2 separate regions of the Zea mays genome follow, and region 2 is linked to region 1. A link is a contact called in public Hi-C data. All regions are on one chromosome and are shown on one strand. Each heading gives the region's core, a stretch centred on a gene start, on an enhancer-like site or on the middle of the called end of the contact. The rest is flanking DNA. Distances are from core to core; before and after follow the strand shown. Region 1 holds the start of LOC100279916. Region 2 has its middle 140 kb from the start of LOC100279916.

What was found. A called contact is a pair of places that touch in the nucleus more often than the background predicts.
Region 2: a Hi-C map of endosperm shows a contact between it and region 1, with 2.9 times the contacts expected there. The contact joins the enhancer-like site here to the promoter of LOC100279916 in region 1. A contact is called at or near these places in 3 of 25 Hi-C or Micro-C datasets (bundle sheath, endosperm and leaf).

The regions. Positions count from the first base shown.
Region 1 is chr4:119,062,419-119,067,470 of Zm-B73-REFERENCE-NAM-5.0, forward strand. It overlaps LOC100279916, which reads right to left and starts at 2,267. Exons shown (of 5, transcript NM_001152868.1): 1 at 1,902-2,267; 2 at 1-1,813. The coding sequence starts at 1,761.
Region 2 is chr4:119,205,128-119,210,179 of Zm-B73-REFERENCE-NAM-5.0, forward strand. No RefSeq gene overlaps it. Among protein-coding and RNA genes, the nearest start is that of LOC100279916, 140 kb to the left of the region's middle. Within about 2 kb of position 2,219, at least 20 of the 20 cell types and tissues checked have an H3K27ac peak or open chromatin away from gene starts, as enhancers often do. A contact at or near this core is called in bundle sheath, endosperm and leaf, where this site is marked.

The sequences.
Region 1 (5,052 bases), core at 1,017-3,516:
ATGACCAATTATTTTCCTTTGATCGGGCAACTCAATCAGGTCCACATCTTGTGGCAGCATATCGATATCACCGATCTTTGTTCCTTCCTTAAATTGTAACTTCAAGTTATTCTCATAAGATATTGTCCGAGTTAAGCCAGTTTCCTCAATCAAGCTGACCTTGTGAAAAGCTGTTGTTGGTAGCAATTTGGTTTCTTCAATCAAGCTATCCCTGTGATTAGCAGTCAACGGAGATAAATCAGCTTCTTGCATGAAGCCATCCTCTTGCGTCAAGCTATCCTTGTGAGAAGCTGCAAATGGAGATAAGGTGGTTTCCTGCATCAAGCTCTTCTTGAGGGCATCTGTTAACGGAGATAAGTTAGTTTCTTCCTTATATTGCTGGACAACCACATGTGGTTGTGCATCAACCTTCTCTTCTACCATGTTTCCAGTCCCAACTGGTATTCCATTTTCTTGAAGAAGCATCGACTCTTTTGGTTCAGCACAGACATCACCAGAGCTAGTGTTTTCATGGCAAATTTTATCTTCTCTGTTTTCTGACGCGACGTTAGTCAAAGATCTCTCAGCAGAATCACCGATTACCATCTGTGAAGCTTGACAAGAAGAAACTAGATCAACTGTTTCAACAACTGCAGTTTCTCCTGGGATACATGCTGCATTTCTGTGTGCACGCACTGACCTGGGCCTTGTTGGGGTTCTTGTGAAGTTACAATAGTCAATCAAACTATCCTTACCAACATGCATCTCAACTTCCATATTTGTCTCACCATCAGAAGTGTTGTGATCCAAAGTAGCCTCATCCATAACTTTTTTTTCATTTCCAGCTTCCTCATCAGGAACCTCATCTTCAATCTTACCATATGGTAACTGTTTGGGATCTGACTCTGTAACAACACGACAAGAAGCATGATTTACATCGGTGTCTATCCCTTGCTTAACCACCTCAGTTTCTGAATTTTGCGTCCCACTGTCATCCTCCACCTCACCTTCCTCAGTCTCCTCCAGCACCTTTGATGCATCATTAGCATCCTTACTAGTATCTTTGACAGAGCTCATAATCTTCGATGTTGTATCCTCCATGCATAACCCTGCTACAGCCTTCGCTGTCAATGGTGTCCCCTCCCTCACTGCCTCTGTAACACTAGTACTCGCCTCATCATTCCCCCGATTGCCGCGGCGCTCTCTCTGAAACCCAGGTGCCCCATCTTCATCCCCATCCTCCTCGTAGTGCCGACCGTTCGGAAATGGCCTTCCTCTCTCCTCCCTGTCTCTCCCTGAGTCCAGATACCCCCTCCTGTACTCCCCATACTTCCTCTTCCCTCTTCCATTGTAGCTGCCACGGCTGCAATCATCTCTGCTACTAGTGCTGCTACTAGTGCCATTGGCTCGCCTAGGCCAGCCGTTAGGGTTACTGTTGTATTCATCTTCGTACCTCCTCCGGCCATAAAACCCGGGGGGTTCCTGCTGCTGTGGTAGCTGCGGGGGCGGAGGAAGAGGATGAGCAAGCCACGTGCCAGAGATGCCGGCGCCACGCTGGAGGGCGGCTGGCGGGAGCACGCCCTGGGCAACCAGATACTCGGCAGCGAGGCGACCGGCCTCCATAAGCACCTCGTACTTGCGCTCTAGCGGCGGCGGCGGCGGCGCCGGCGGAAACGGCGGAGGAGGAGGAGGAGCGTAGTACGGCTGCTTGTGGCCGCGAGGATACCCACCACGGCCGAACGGCGGCGGCGGCGGCAAGCGGCTACGGTGGTTGTACTGCATCGCAAAGGTCACAGCTTTGTCCACGGAAACCACGAGAAATTCGTCAGGAATTCTGAGGCAAAGACCAAAAAGAAAAGGTGTTACGATTTCTGCAACTTATCTCGCGGCGGGGAATCAGAAACCCTAGGGCAAGAACTCACAAGTCACGATTCACCGGACACTCTTGCCATCGTATTGGATAAATCCACCAAATGGAGGCCGGAATTACCACTGGCTAAGTCAGTTCTTGTTTCTTTCTACCTGATTCTACCCTCTGTTCTTGGTCCGATACTCCGATCGATGCAGGGGAAGGGAAAGGATTACTGAAAAAATGGAAGAATTTTACTAGATTAAAAGAACGCGACGATGCACCTATTTCTGCTGGGGAATTCTAATTTCCACGGGCAAGAATTTGCTGATTGGTTTAATCCAAGGAGTTAATAAAAAGGAAGAGGAAATTAATGGTCGCTGCTTTTGGTGGGTCGGAGTATCAGTTTTGGATGGGCGCGTGAATGTGCACGTGGATCCAATTCCTCTATCTGCTGCTTGGGTCGGGACTCGGGAGTATGGAGAAGGACTGGTGGGTCCCGGATGTCATTTGCTAAGGCCGGACGGTTCGGAAGTTGTTGTTTGAAAGCAGCTGTTTGATATAGCGCATCAATATAGATGGTAATAGTAACTCGATATTTGATGGGTAAAAACTCTATTAAAACATATATTTAACAAATTTTATGTCTATAGGTATTTTATTAGATACTTTATTATATACATTAGATATGGTGGCTATGAGTATTTTCTCTCTTCACACGTGAATCCACTAACACATGTCATGTGTGTCTAGATTATTAGAAATATTCCATATAAAATTGGAAGAGCAAGAATGATGCCCTTTTTGTTTCAATAGCTTACACGTCTTAAACATTTAAATATTAAGTATTGTATACTGAACAATTAGATAACTATCATAATGTTGTATGTTGTTATTAATAACTCTCTTTTAGGTTATGAGTGCTATATTTTGTATGATCTTATGGCATAATGTTGTCATTTAGTATGGAATTGTTGATCTTGTAATAAAATTATGTTGGGTTCGATGAATTTATCATGCTAGACATAAAGATAATATGCTATTTTAGTATATTTCATTATTGATGAGATATGGATCCGTTGGTACTTGATTTCAATCCCTGAAGGTATCGAAAATCAAGGCAACACAAGTTAAATATTTGGACCTTCGTCCTTTGGTTCGAAGTGTTAGCGCGAAGGACGAAGTTTCTCAAAATGAAGTGGAAATGAAACGATGTGAAAAGACAATGAAAAATATTGTATGGAACTCATCTGTCTTAGCATTCTTATTCCGACTTCTTTTTTTTTATTAAATTAGTTTATAAGTATACCTTCGGCTCCTTAACACAAGGTGGTATGATGGCTCTTCGAAGGCCGAAGCTATGGTCCTCAAAAAGGTATCTTATGCATGACTTTGTTCATCTAATTATAGAAAAAAAATGAAACGCCTTCGTACAAAATTACAATCATGCCCCTCAAGGTTTTACACACATTGTTTACAAATGACCTTCCTTTGCTGCGCAGATCTTGGCCTTCATCGCGTGAAAGCTTCTCCGCTGGCTTGTGTTCGAAGCCTTTCTCCTTTTGCCGAAGCTATCAACTTCGGCACACACCTTTATTATCTGCACGCATGGGTGAATCTTCTTTATACGCTGCTTCGGCCGAAGACCAGCTTCGTCCATTGATTGAAGTGTACTTGAAACACACTTGTTCATATCGAAGTGAAGGTTAAATGAAGAACTCTGGCAAAGGTAAGCCCCCAACAGTAGCCCTCGCGGGATGAGTTTGTTTCTTCGTAACGAACTTAGATCGTAAAAAATAAAATTGGGAGGCTTTGTGCCGAAGGTCCGAAAAACACCTTCCTGAATTCCGTTATGAAGAAGATAGATCGATTCAATAAAAACAATTGATCTGAAAGTTAGACGGACAGGGAGATGCTGAGAGTGATGTGCGGGAATGTTTTTCGACGTCTCACGCCGCTTCACACCCATTTCTCAGTATAAAACAGCCGAGCGGGTGGGTGCGGATCACATTTACTGCCCACAACTACCTGCTGCCAAAATTTTATGTGCCTCCGAAGCTTCCCATCCACCGCTGCTTCGAATGCTGGCTTTGGCTAAGTCATCTCAGACAATTTCCAGTCCACTCAGATGGCTAGGATTCAGACCACCGCAAAAACTGATCACACGTACCTCTTCGGAGGCATGAAAAGATACCCTACCCATCTCATAAGCTATGAGGGCTTTGTCATCGTCGAGGCCTGCTCCGGAGTTACTGAAGGATGGACCTTCGAAGCCAAGCTATATTGTAGGACTGGGCATAAAACCCGAGCCCGAAGCCCGTTACCCAAAATACCCGAACCCGTACCCGTTTAGCCCGATGCCCGTTACCCGAACAATTCCAACGGGTAACAAAACTAAATACCCGAACTAAGTTTGGGCCTAATCGGGTATTCACTCGCGGTACCCGAAGTACCCATTCTACCCGAACTGGTCCTAGTCGTGGGCTGTTGCCTATTGGGCTGCGCTGTTGGCCGTGGGCTCTGGGCTGTGCCGCTGCTTCTGCCTACTCCCTATCCGGAGTCCGGCTGTCCTTGATCCCATCCCAGCCGTCCCAGCAAAGCAAGGCAACAACCCTAGCTCAGTAGCTCCCAGGCGGCCGACAGGCCGACCGCCGACGGCGTCCTCCTCCAGGCTCCATTCCGGCTCCTCCCAAGCTCCCAGGCCCCAGCACCGCAGTGCGCGGCTGCGCGCAGACGCGCAGTCCTCCTCCCAGGCTCCCCGCTCCCAGCGCACTCCTCTCATCCTCTATCCCAGGCTCTGGCTGCAGGCACACGCGCACACGCGCCCGACGCACCGCGCCACCGCGGGTCCGTGGCACCGCGTAGTCGGCCTCGGCCAGTCTTGGGCACCACGTCGTTGCTTTGCTGTTGTTGGCTCCACGTCGTTGCTTTGTTGTTGCTGCCCTGGCGACTGGCGTTGGCGGCATGGCGAGTGGCACTGGCGACTAGCGTTGCTAATGCTTGGCGCGTTGCTTTGTTGTTGCTTTAGTTGAACCAAAACTGTTCAGACCTTTCTATTTGTTTTGCTTGAAAAAGTTTCTATGTACAAGCAGAGGCGCAGAGCTTCTCTTTCACCCCCCCAAACTTGCTACTTGAGATGCAGTTAAAATTTATGTAACAGTAGTACTTTGTCTCCGTTTTCTTGTGTGCGTTGTGGACTTGTGCAAGTTATTAAACTCTAGTAT
Region 2 (5,052 bases), core at 969-3,468, 140 kb after region 1:
AAGAACAAGCATTCAAGTGCATAGATACCTATAAAAATAGTTTTTTGTTCCTAAGATTAGGTCTCCAATTCCTCAGAGTCACTTTGGTATAGGATTTCAAAGTGTGAAATCCACTTTTGTATTTAGAAATGAAAAGGTAAGAGTAATCAGGGTAAAGCAACAATAGATGAGAAAAGATCAACGTGAGTTTAGAAAGAATCAGAGTAGCAAAGGTAAGTAGGTAAGGGTTGTCCAATTCTATCTAGGTTACGTCCTACAGTCAACATTCCTCTGATACCAATTCTGTCACACCCGGATTTTAGGGGTCCAAAACCCGGGCACGAACTTCACCAAGTGTGCTGGGATCAAGTCTCACACATATGATGACTCATGGTATAGAAACGAATGTCACATCATTAATATATAATGGAATTTTGTACAAAATAGTTAAATAATTACATCATACGAAGACAACAATCCAGCAACCATAGTTGACTGGTAGACGACGGCCTAGACCACTCACGAACTCGTCACATCATCCTTCATGTGCCTCATCATGTGGTACCTGTTCTTGACCTGGGGGGATGTGAGTACAACAAGGGTGAGCTCACATACGTTCATCGCTCAACAAGTTGTGGGGAATAATGTGCATGAACTCACCAAAGGTGGGAGCTCATGTGAAGTGTAAAACTTATCAAAGGAGGTGGTTAAAGCTGAGCATTGCTTTTAAAGTTGGTCCCAATTTTATTAGCAGTTACTAAGTATAAGTAAATATCAACCCAATTAAATAAGAGATCACAATTGATAATAACACCCTCGATGCAATGCATATGTCATATTAAGTTAATTTCCATAAGTTAATCATGCGAGAGTCCTGAGTCGCTGTTGACCGTTAACACGGCTAATATACCAAATTTACACTCTATAGAGGTTGCACCCTTTACCCACAATTCATGTATCCCGTCTAGCCAGGGTTTGCAAGGCCCTTAGACACTTCCAAGGTGAATGGCTAGGGATCCACTACGAGGCCTTTACAAAGTTCCACAAGCTTCAGAAAACCCGCTACAGTTCCTGAGAAAGGCAATATAGGAATCCCTCGTCCAAAAAGCCATAACAGCATAATCGACCCGAGAGCCTCCCTATACGCAGCTCCTCTACCGCCCTTGCCCCTTTCGGGTAAGGTAGTCCTCCACTAGCTTTCCTAATTAGTCAGCCAAGGGCGTCCCATTCCACCCTTGTGGTAGCACGGATATCTCAAGTTAAGCTCCATGTTCCAATTAACACAATGATCTTGTCATGAACGATAATTAAACAACAACATAACTGGAACATGATCGTAATATAACATTAATTTCCCAAAACCAAGTAGAGCAATAACAAAACTACCCAATAGTTCTTTTGTCTACAAGGTGTGGGATAAACAATGCTAGGGAAGCCTATTAGGTCCCATCAAATTAACCTGAGCATGTCACAGTGATTAACAGGAACATTATTGGGTAAAGAGAAAAGTGAATAAGGGCACAACTTGCCTTAGACTTGAGATCCCCAGGTACCAACTTGGTCTTCAAGTGACTCGAAACCTCGCTGCTACACGTAGCAATACATACAAACATACAAGGAGTACATAAAAATAACATTACACCAAACATGAGAACAAACTGCATAATATTGTCCTACGGGTCAAACTAGATCCTAGATTCGAGAACTACTAAATTCGGAGTTACGGTCATAAAGTTATGATTTTCCGAAGGTTTAAGTGTCTATTATAAAGCAAAGGAGGTGCAAGATTTTAATCATAGGTTTCATGGTAATACAAAGTTACTAAAAATCCATTTTTGGATTTATTTTACTAAATTTTGTAAGTCCTGGATTGAGGGTGCCATTCTTTAAGAGATAAGGGGCCAAACTGCAAGTTTCAGGGGCATATATTAAATTTTCTACAACTGCGTTAGGATGACGGGTTTGAAAGAAACATGAGGGCTCATACGCAAAAAAGCCTCGCCGAAGGGGTACGTGCGAATATGGACGACCCGATCACCCGCTAGCGGCCAGGATTAAATCATTGAACCGACATATAATGACAGTCGCAAGATCTATCACCGATGCATCAAATTTTATAACGCCCAAATCGATTTTCGAGCGCCAGATCTAGATCAAACGGCCCACGTCAGATCTGGCCAAACAGGTATACATGAATCTAATCCAGGGCGTCCGTTCCACGATCAACGATTATACAGTTTCCTCCCCAACCTTCTAATCTCTATCGTTCATCTAGATCCAACGATCTCCACACCATCTTCATCCACCAGCTGACCGAGCGGCGGCGGGCAACCCCACAGTGGAGGCCATGGCCGACAACGGCCGTTCCGTGCCACAACACCCCATCCATTAATCCTATCCGCGATCAATGTTCCCTAGGGGATGGTGAATATATGTAATAACCCCTTACCGACGATTGAACAACGTAGAGGTCCAGCGACGCCACCCGACGGCTCCGCGGTGGTGAGGAAAGACAGCGAGAAATTGGAATGACTCGTGTACCATGGGGACCCCGTGAGTCATCCCGGCCAAGAGACCGACCGCAGCAATGGTCGTGTAGCATGGGCGGTGGCTCGCATGCCCACGCACGGACACAACACAACGGTGAGGCCCACGGCGGTTTCAATAGATGAGGTGAATCGAGGAGGGCGAGGACTTGTAGCGGCCGGGCTTCAGGTCACGGGGAAATCGGGTTTATATCTTCGCGGAGCACGCGGATTAGGAGGCGGAGGGATCACGACGAGCCTGTTTTCCCCGAAGTTCACGCAGTCGGTGCTAACAGATCTCGTTTGGGGGAGGGAGGAACTGGCAACTGGGTCCCGCACACCAGTGACAGAGCGCAGGCGTGCCTGCGCGGATAAGGAGGCCGACCACCCGACCCCACCAGTCAGCGCGGAGGTGGCAAGTGGGCTGGCGTGGGGGGAAGCAAATGTGCCGACCAAGTCAATTCGGCCCATGTGGCAGATGGTTTTCCCCTTTTATTTTCCTATTTCCATTTCTTTTCTTATTTCTATCTTCTAATTATTCAAATTATAAATTCAAACCTAATGCAATCATTCAAATAAATCTCAGCATGAATGCAAGTCCAGACCATAATTAGGGGTACCCCCAAGACTCCTAATCTCAGCTGGTAACCCCCATCAGCACAAAGCTGCAAAGGCCTGATGGGTGCGATTAAGGTCAAGGCTCGGTCCACTCAAGGGACACGATCTCGCCTCGCCCGAGCCCAGCCTCGGGCAAGGGCAGCCGACCCCGGAGGATTCACGTCTCGCCCGAGGGCCCCCTCAAGCAACGGACACACCTTCGGCTCGCCCGAGGCCCAGTCTTCGCCAAGAAGCAACCTTGGCCAGATCGCCACGCCGACCGACCGTATCGCAGGAGCATTTAATGCAAGGATCGCCTGACACCTTATCCTGACGCGCGCTCTTCAGTCGACAGAGCCGAAGTGACCGCAGTCACTTCGCCGCTCCACTGACCGACCTGACAAGAAGACAACGCCACCTGCGTCGCTCCGACTGCTGTGCCACTCGACAGAGTGAGGCTGACAGCAGCCAAGTCCGGCCTCGGGCGCCATAGGAAGCTCCGCCTCGCCCGACCCCAGGGCTCAGCCCCCGTCTCGGCCTCGGAAGACGGACTTCGCCTCGCCTGACCCCAGGGCTCGGACTCAGCCTTGGCTCCGGAAGACGATGAACTCCGCCTCGCCCGACCCCAGGGCTCGGACACAGCCTCGGCTTCGGAAGATGACGAACTCCGCCTCGCCCGACTCCAGGGCTCAGACACAGCCTCGGCTTCAGAAGACGACGAACTCCGCCTCGCCCGACCCCAGGGCTCAGACTTAGCCTCGTCTCCGGAAGACGACGAACTCCGCCTCGCCCGACCCCAGGGCTCGGACTCGACCTCGACCTTGGAAGACAGACTCGACCTCGACCTCGGAGGAGCCTTCGCCTCGCTCGACTTAGGGCTCGGACCGACCACGTCACAGGAGGGGCCATTATTACCCTACCTCTAGCTAGCTCAGGCTACGGGGAACAAGACCGGCGTCCCATCTGGCTCATCCCAGTAAACAAATAATGATGGCGCCCCGCATGCTCCATGACGACGGCGGCTCTCAGCCCCTTACGGAAGCAAGGAGATGTCAGCAAGGACTCGACAGCCCCGATAGCTGTCCTTCCGCAAGGCTCCAGCGCTCCTCCGACGGCCACGACATCACATGAACAGGGTGCCAAAACCTCTCCGGCTGCCATGACGACATGTACTTAGGGCACTAGCTCCTCTCTGCTAGACACGTTAGCACACTGCTACTCTCCCTATTGTACACCTGGACCCTCTCCTTATGCCTATAAAAGGAAGGTCCAGGGCTCTCGTACGGGAAGGTTGGCCGCGCGGGAGAACGGGCCGGCGCGCAAGTCCCTCGCTCTCTCCCACGCGGACGCTTGTAACCCCTACTGCAAGCGCACCCGACCTGGGCGCAGGACAACACAAAGGCCGCGGGTTTCCCCTTTTGCCTGTCTCCTTTCCCCCCTTCGTGCTCCGTCTCGCGCCGACCCATCTGGGCTGGGACACGCGGCGACAATTTACTCGTCGGTTCAGGGACCCCCGGGGTTGAAACACCGACAAAAACATTTTAAATTTATGAGAGATGACTTCAGAGGTAAGGAAATCCTTGTTAGAAGATATTTGAATTTAAAATCCTTGGAGACTTTTCCTAAATCCCAAAGTTATGACTTGAGGTGTTACATTGACATTTCAAATGCCACAATCTTTCCAATTACGAGTGACGGGGTCATTGTGCTCAAATACTCCAAATTGTGAAGAATGGTGATGATGCTCGCATATCTTTGCTATGATAGAAGGGAGATGATCTTCCTCACAATGTCTGCATCCCCTAGCTTATTAATTCCAATAGAGTTGAGCTCATTAATTACAAGATTCAAGCGAGAATACATGTCTCTAACAAGCTCATTTCTTTCATTGCAAAAGGATTATACTCATTTAAGACTAGGCAATGTTCATGGTCATGGACATTTGATGTGC